Linked DNA regions of Mus musculus: region 2 is linked to region 1. A link is a contact called in public HiChIP or PLAC-seq data. All regions are on one chromosome and are shown on one strand. The core of a region is the stretch at or near the end of the contact, and the rest is flanking DNA. Distances in the headings are between cores, read along the strand shown.

Evidence for each region. HiChIP or PLAC-seq counts read pairs in DNA pulled down with a chosen protein or histone mark.
Region 2: a contact with region 1 is called in an H3K4me3 HiChIP or PLAC-seq map of embryonic stem cells, with 17 read pairs. The contact joins the promoter of Plxnb1 here to the promoter of Celsr3 in region 1. A contact is called at or near these places in 2 of 39 promoter capture datasets (embryonic stem cells and liver), 3 of 484 Hi-C or Micro-C datasets (all in embryonic stem cells), 6 of 115 datasets of contacts at active chromatin or transcription factors (craniofacial prominence, embryonic limb bud and embryonic stem cells) and 2 of 9 other capture datasets (liver and pancreatic islet).

What each region holds. Positions count from the first base shown.
Region 1 is chr9:108,824,001-108,827,401 of GRCm38.p6, reverse strand. It overlaps Celsr3 (cadherin, EGF LAG seven-pass G-type receptor 3), which reads right to left and starts at 1,357. Exons shown (of 36, transcript NM_001359572.1): 1 at 1-1,357. The coding sequence starts at 1,082. It overlaps Gm35025 (a long non-coding RNA gene), which reads left to right and starts at 1,282. Exons shown (of 2, transcript XR_871161.3): 1 at 1,282-2,920; 2 at 3,037-3,401.
Region 2 is chr9:109,093,456-109,096,920 of GRCm38.p6, reverse strand. Plxnb1 (plexin B1) reads right to left here and starts at 1,485. Exons shown (of 38, transcript NM_172775.2): 1 at 1,276-1,485. It overlaps Gm7628 (predicted gene 7628), which reads left to right. Exons shown (of 2, transcript NR_168955.1): 2 at 1,089-3,079.

The DNA of each region.
Region 1 (3,401 bases), core at 108-2,607:
CTGTTCATGAGCGCCGCCAGCGAGTAGATGAGGCGCCCGGCCTCGCCTGGGTCCGGGTCTTGTGCCACCACGCGCAGTACTGATGTGCCCGCTGCCTCATTTTCAGGTACCAGTGTCTGGTAGTTGTATTGAGGAAACTGCGGGTGGCGGTTTGCAGCACGACGAGGACGAGCCTGGTTAGTTGAGAGTATTTGCTTGGCTTCAGGACCAGTCGGAAACCCGGGAGGGCGCGGCCCAGGGCGCTCAAAGAGGAAACGGCGGCGGAAGAGACCGCGGGAGCGCATGCGCCCGGGAGCTGTCCGAGACTCGCGAGGTGCTGAACCCGGCGTAGGAGCTGTCCTCACAGCACGTGGTGCTGAATCCTCCCCCAGGCCAGATCCTAAAGAGCCGGGGAGGCAGTCCCGCCGAAAGGGTCCCCTGTCCACTGTGGAAGTCGCGGATCTCTCACCCTGACCCTTGTGTCCTGGCTCCCACAGCTTCCCGCAGCAGCGAGAGGTTTCCACTCTTTTGCGGATGCTTCTCCTAGCATTACGCTGGAAGGCCACTGGCCTGGAGCCATCAGGCTGAGCCAGAAGTTCTGAAGGGTGAGGAGAGCTGTTCCTCAGATCAGAATCCCCTGGGGACAGAGCATCGAGTGGCAGGCTACCTCTTCGTAAAGGCCCTGTCCGCCCACAAGAGGAGATCTCTGGGTGCCAACATAACAGATACCCTGGACCCTGACCTGCCTCTTGCTCGCGACTACCCAATGCCTGGACCACCACCTCCGCGTTTGGTTGCTCAGGGGCCCCTCGACCATTCCGGGCGTTTTGCCTACCTACTCGGAGCCTCATGAAGACAGGCTCCCTGACCCCCAGGCCAGGATCTCCATCTTCCCAGACGCCGGGAGATTCGGGACAAAGAGCTACGGCTCCACTGCCGATTTGCGCTCTTGGCCCAGTAGTAGTAGCAACCCCTGGGTCCCAGTCCTGGTCCCCACCGCCCCCCAGCTCCTCCCGGCTAAAAGGGAACAAAGAGAGGAGAAGGAGCAGTAGTACCGGGGTCGACGGTCCCGGGAGACCCCACCATAGAGGCCGCCTCGCCATCACCCCCGCCTCCCGTCACGGCCTCCGCCGCCCCCCGCCCGGGTCCGGGCCTTGGGCCCGCCCCGCTGCTCTGGCCCCCTCCTGGGCCCCTGCCGCCGCCCCGGCCCTCCGCCCCTCTGCCCGTCGCTCCGCGCCGCCACTGCTCTCTGGGCACCATCTACTCCGCGGCCAGAGCCCCTTTGGCATACGGCCCCGGCTTTTGCCGCCCCCACCACAGCATCCCCGACGCCGCTGCCGCCTCCCGACGCTCCAACATGGCTCCCGGCCGCTCCGATGGTTTGCTCCACCTCCGCCCCGATGCCCCAAACCTGGTGGTACAGCCCGTCGCGCATGGCAGTTCTGGCGACTGAAGCCGTTACCGCCATCTTTATTGAGAACAGAAGTGCTGCCCACGGTGCTGAACGGAGCTGGGAGTTTCTCCGCTACTCTGCCACCGCCCTCCCTCTCATCCTAGTGCGCTATTCCAGCGTGGCTTCCTAGTCTTTCTTCAGACCGAGAATCTCGTCTCCCTTTAGAGCGCTAGTTCCGAGCCCTAACACCCATTTTGGTTTGAAAATGTGCTGTCATCGGTCTGGGAAGGGTTACCATATAGAATCCTGGGACTGTGAAAATAATGGCCAGACACCGGCCTGGTTCAAACAATAGCGTTAACTGTTTATTAACAAGTTTAACTTATGAGAAACATGTCGCAAAAATCTCCTTGTTTGCTCCTACAGAACAGGATCTGAAAACGACCCTTCTGAGACAGGAAGAGAAGCCAACTCTTCTCCGCCACGAGAGTCACTAGCGGTCTCCCAGACTTGGGAGAGACACCACGTCTCTCTAGGCTATGGTTCTTTCCAGTGTTCTGAGATGCCACGTGGAACCCAGGGTTGTACAACTGTGGACCCAGCTTCCTCAGATCTCCGCCCCCTCGCCTGCGACAACTGCATCCTTTAACCCCTTGAAGAACCCGACAGAAGCTCAGTTCTCCCTAGTCCTGGTCCAGTCTAGCTTTCCGTCCAACTCCTGGCACGCGCGCATCTCAACCAACCAATAGCTAGATGTGGCGCAACAGACGTCACAGAATCCTAGAGAAAGGCGGCGCATTCCAATTAGAGTGTCATTGTTTCTATTGGCACAATGGGAGACCCCGCCCCTCTCGGAGGACTCCATTGTATGCGGGAGGTAGGAGGGCCTCGCGGGTTCCACGCTAGCCAGCAGAAATAATCCAAAAGACGCGCTATATTGATCAGCCTCCAAACTTGGCATCGGTGATGAGCTGCAACGCAAGGTGCAGGGGACTCATTCATTCTGACACCGAGACAGGAGTCAGGCCTAGGACCCCAGAACATTGCCCTGGGTGCGGTTCCCCCGGCTGAGTGGTTACTACTTCAAACAGTCCAAGAACTCCTGGCCAAGACCTCTGGCCCGCCCCCAAATGGTAGCTATGACATCACCAGCAACCAATCAACGCATTCTCTCGCTCCTGGGTTTCTTTGCTTCGGGGAGGTTTGGCTCACTCGGGTTGCACTGGACGAGGCTGCTGTGATCTGACCCATGGGTATCAGCTGTAGTGTTTGGGGTCGTTAAGTCTTAAGACTCAAGTCAGAGTTCCGTGACAGATACACCATTTGTGCGTGTAGGTGGACTATGTACAGCGGCACTAAAGAAAGTACTCCGTAGGATTGTAGTTCCTGACTAGAGAAGAGAGGAGCGGGACCTGGTTTTGAAGCGCCCGCCGCTCTGTGGGTCCACAGACTAGCTAGTGGAAAGCGCAAATCTCAGGTTGAACAAGGAGGAAACCAGCTGGAATCACAGAGGAGACCCCTGAATGACCTTAGGGATCTGGACTTCCGGTACGAGTTGCCTGAGCAGCACTTTTAGGATGCCATCCCGGCTCTTGCCGCGTGGGCAGATGTGTTAAGTAAGGCACCTTGGCTGAGGGAAATCGTTCCGTTTTCCCCTCATGCAGGGCTGGTGACTGGCCTCCACCTTTGACGTCTCCGTGGCGTCTACTAGAGACGACATTCGAGGCGGCTGCGGGCGTGAGACTGTCTCCCACTTTTCCCCCGTTTGTGGCTGCTGTTGGTAAGCCGTTCCCTCACCTTGTTTTCTCACATATCCTCACTTCTGTGTCCAACCCACAGTAGTCGCTCCCAATGCACTTCCTGGAAAGAGAAAAATGAGGAGCCTAAAGGAGGTTCAGCTGGTGAAGGTGCTTGGTGTCCAAGCTTGAACGCCCGAGTTTGATCCCTGGATCCCATGTAAGAGTGGAAGACCGACCCCACAAAGTTGTCCTCTGACAACCATCCACACTTTCAAATGAAATGCTGTTGG
Region 2 (3,465 bases), core at 236-2,735, 270 kb before region 1:
AGGAAGGACTCCTCTGGGGTGTACCTGGCATGAGTGGGCCCCGAGACCATTTTCTTCTGTTCCGTCCTCCCACCCTAGACAAGAGCTCTTTAAAGGCAGAGAGTACCTGCTTTTTATAAGAAGGCTCCAGTAACCAGCAGACCCAACGCAGAGCAGGTGTTCCCTACATGGTGACAGAGCCCCCATTTCACTGCCAAGGAGATCCAGACTAGAGGGGTAATATGGAGCTCACACTCCGCTTTCAAGCCTCTTAGCATCTCAAAAGCCGAGGAATCGGCCCAGTTTTATTAATGATCGGACTAGGGCTTATTTGGAGCCAAGCCTCACGTCCCTAACTTGCACTGCCAGTATCTCCTCCCTAACTCCCCACATCTCAGGCTGTCCAGGCTCATCGCCAAAGTCTAACTAACTCTGCCTGTGCCCAGGCCTGCCCCATAGGCCTCTTTAGAACCCACACTCCCCGAAACCCTACGGCAGGGCCCAAGACTGGTTGCCTGACTTCTGCAAAGGACAAGCAACACCTAACCCTCTCCTGCAGCTGCTCTCACAACCAAGAAGACTCACAAATTCAGCCCCTTCCACATCTGCACTTGTCTGGGAGTTGGGGGAAACTGGCCTTCCCTTTCTGAGCTCGGCCACCCACACTCCCGCCCCTATCCCAGTATCCACTTAAAAGGGAGAGTTACTTTTTGACAGTGAAGTGGTGTGCACTACACACCTGCCGTCTGGATGTTGAGTAGGGTGGAAGGGAGCCATCATTTACCAGACACCCGCCATAAATTAAGGCGCTCGTCAAGCACCGGCTGGGTGTGTGGGTACCGAGACAGAGTCCAAGTGTTAAAAGGCTCGTGGTCCTCCTTTGTCAGTCTCTGCCTGAAAGATCTGTTATCCTATGGGGAAGCCTCCACTTCCTTGCTTCGACTCATCCTCAACCCTCCTCCCTCCGCCGCTCCACGGGACAAAGACCCCACCAGTGGCCCAGGGAGGGCGGGGAAGGGGCCGGCCGGTCCCGAAAGCGGCGGTGGCGGCAGCGAGGAGGGGGCGCGGAGGAGCAGCTCCACCTCCTCTGTCTCCCAATCGCGTTACAGGCGGTGCCGCCAGAGTTTGCCTTCGCGCGCGCGAGTGTGGTCCCAACTCTGAGGACCGAAGCCACCCACCGGAGACACCACTCCGGCTGCCTGTGCCCAGCGGGATCGAGGCCTCGGGCCGTTCCACCTGGGTGCGCGCGGCTCTCGCCTGCAACCCCGCCTTCCCTGCCCAAGTCTCGCAACTCACCGCCCGACCCTCCTGCGGGATGCGCGCGGCGAGGCGTCCGCCCGCAGCTCCGGGCTAGCTCAGATCTGCGCGCGGCGGCCTTCCCTCCCCTCGGAGGTGGGTCTGGCGGAGCCGCAGCTGTTACCCGGAGACCGAGGGGCGGAAAAAACTGCGCCCGCCGCCCGCCCCTCCCGCCGCGGCGCTGCCTCCGCTGGGAACAAAGGAGACAAAGCCGCGTCGGCCGGCCCGGGCTCCGCTCCTTCCACCCCCCCACCCCCCGCCCGTCGGGCCGCCCTCCCCCCGCGCGCCGCCCGGACCAGGCCGGAAGCTGCCGGGAGAACGGGGTACGCGGCCCCAGCCATCCGGGACCCCGCATTCCGGTCCCGCGGGATCCGAGTTTGTGAAGGGCCTGGGGGGGTGATCAACCCCTCTCATTAAATGGGGGCTGCAGCGCCCGGGCGGTAGTCATGGCAACGCAGACGTGTAGGGTGAGGAGCGGAGCCGGGAGCGTGGGCGGTCCGCCCCGCCCAGCCGGGCCTCACCTGCGCGCCGCTTAGGACCAAGAGGCTACGGCCATGGTTGCGAGCCTTATTACCTGGGCGTTGAGATACAGCACTGGAGCCTTTCCCCGTCCTGCCAGAGTTCGAGGGACTTGTGCCCCACACCTGCTCTGCCTGTTCCATAACCACCATCTTGACTATCCCCAACGCACCTCGCCCAGCGCCCGGAGCGCCCTCATTCCCTTCTAGATCCCGGCCCTTGGAGCCATCCTCTCCCCCCAACTTTCTTCACCTGGTCTCCTAGACGCCAGCTTCTCCTCTTCTCACCTGGCCCTGCCCACCTTTCCTTCTTTCAATACTCCACAACACCCAACCTCTCCTTCCGGCCCCCACCCCTGGCTGTTTGAAGAGAGCCCGGGCTTTGGACCTGAGTTTGCGCCATCACTAAGCCATGTAACCTGACACCCCTTCCCCCCCCACACACACACACCCCGACCTTTTTGCTCCCTGACTAATAGGGGGTAATACCACCAAAGCTGAACTGTGTAAGCAGGGCATACTGGCTGTGAGGTGCAGAAGTAGGGTCTTATTTCCTTCCCTCCTCCACGGCCTGTACCTGGAGCCATGCAGAACTCAGAAGCCTTGAGCAAGTCTGGACTCCCTCCTTGGAAAACACCTGGGTCTTTCTGGGAAGGAAACCCTGGGCAGAGGTTCTCTCCTGAGGGCTTTATGCAGGGCGGTTCACACCCGGGCTTGCCAATGGCAATCTGTGGAGCCAGGACCTGACCCATCCTGAGGGCTTTTGAAGGACTTTGGCTCAAGGCCATTGGCATAGTGTCCAGAAAGGGAAAAACTGCATATACGTCACCTGGAAGCCTCTAAGGTTAGAGGGCTCTAAATCGGGGGAAGCCGTCTTCCGTATCTGCCACTTCACTAAGGGCTGATGCCAGGCTGCTCTACCATCACACCCTCAGACTCCCGTGGGGTGGGGTGGGGGTGGGGTGCTGGCTTGATTTATGTCAACTTGACAGAAGCTTGAGTTATCTGAAAGAATGAACTTCAGTGGAGAAATCGCTCCATAAGATCCCCCTGTAGGGCATCTTCTTAATTAGTGATTGACAGGGGCGGTCCCAGTCCATTGAGGGTGGGGCCCCCCTGGGCTGGTAGCCCTGGGTTCTGTAAGAAAGCATACTGAGCAGTAAGCGGCACCCCTCCACGAGGTTCTGGCCCTGCTTGAGTTCCTGTCCTGTCCTGTCCTGTTCTGTTCCTGTCAGTGATTAACAATGATGTGGAAGTGTAAGCCAAATAAACCCTTTCCTCCCCAACTTGCTTTTTGGTCATGGTATTTCATTGCAAGAGAAACTAATTAAGACAGGGTTCTATAGCTCATCTGCCTGCTTTCCAAAATACCCCTCCCTTAGACCTCAGATCACCCCTCTTCTTCCCCATCCCCCACCCACCCCCCTCTGAGCACTTGATCCCAGTCACATAGCACCTTGTCAGCACCATGACAACTCTTCCCTGACACTGTCACTCCAACTCTCCAGCTCCTCCCCCCCCCCCTTATGCTCCACAACTTCCCCAAACCTATCCCCACCCTGCCCAGGTCAGTCTGCACCCACTCCCTCAATTACCTTGGCCTCCCTACTTCTGCAACGTGTAGGAGCCCCTTTCATGAACGGGGAATCCTCTCCCCTCAGCCCACTCAAAC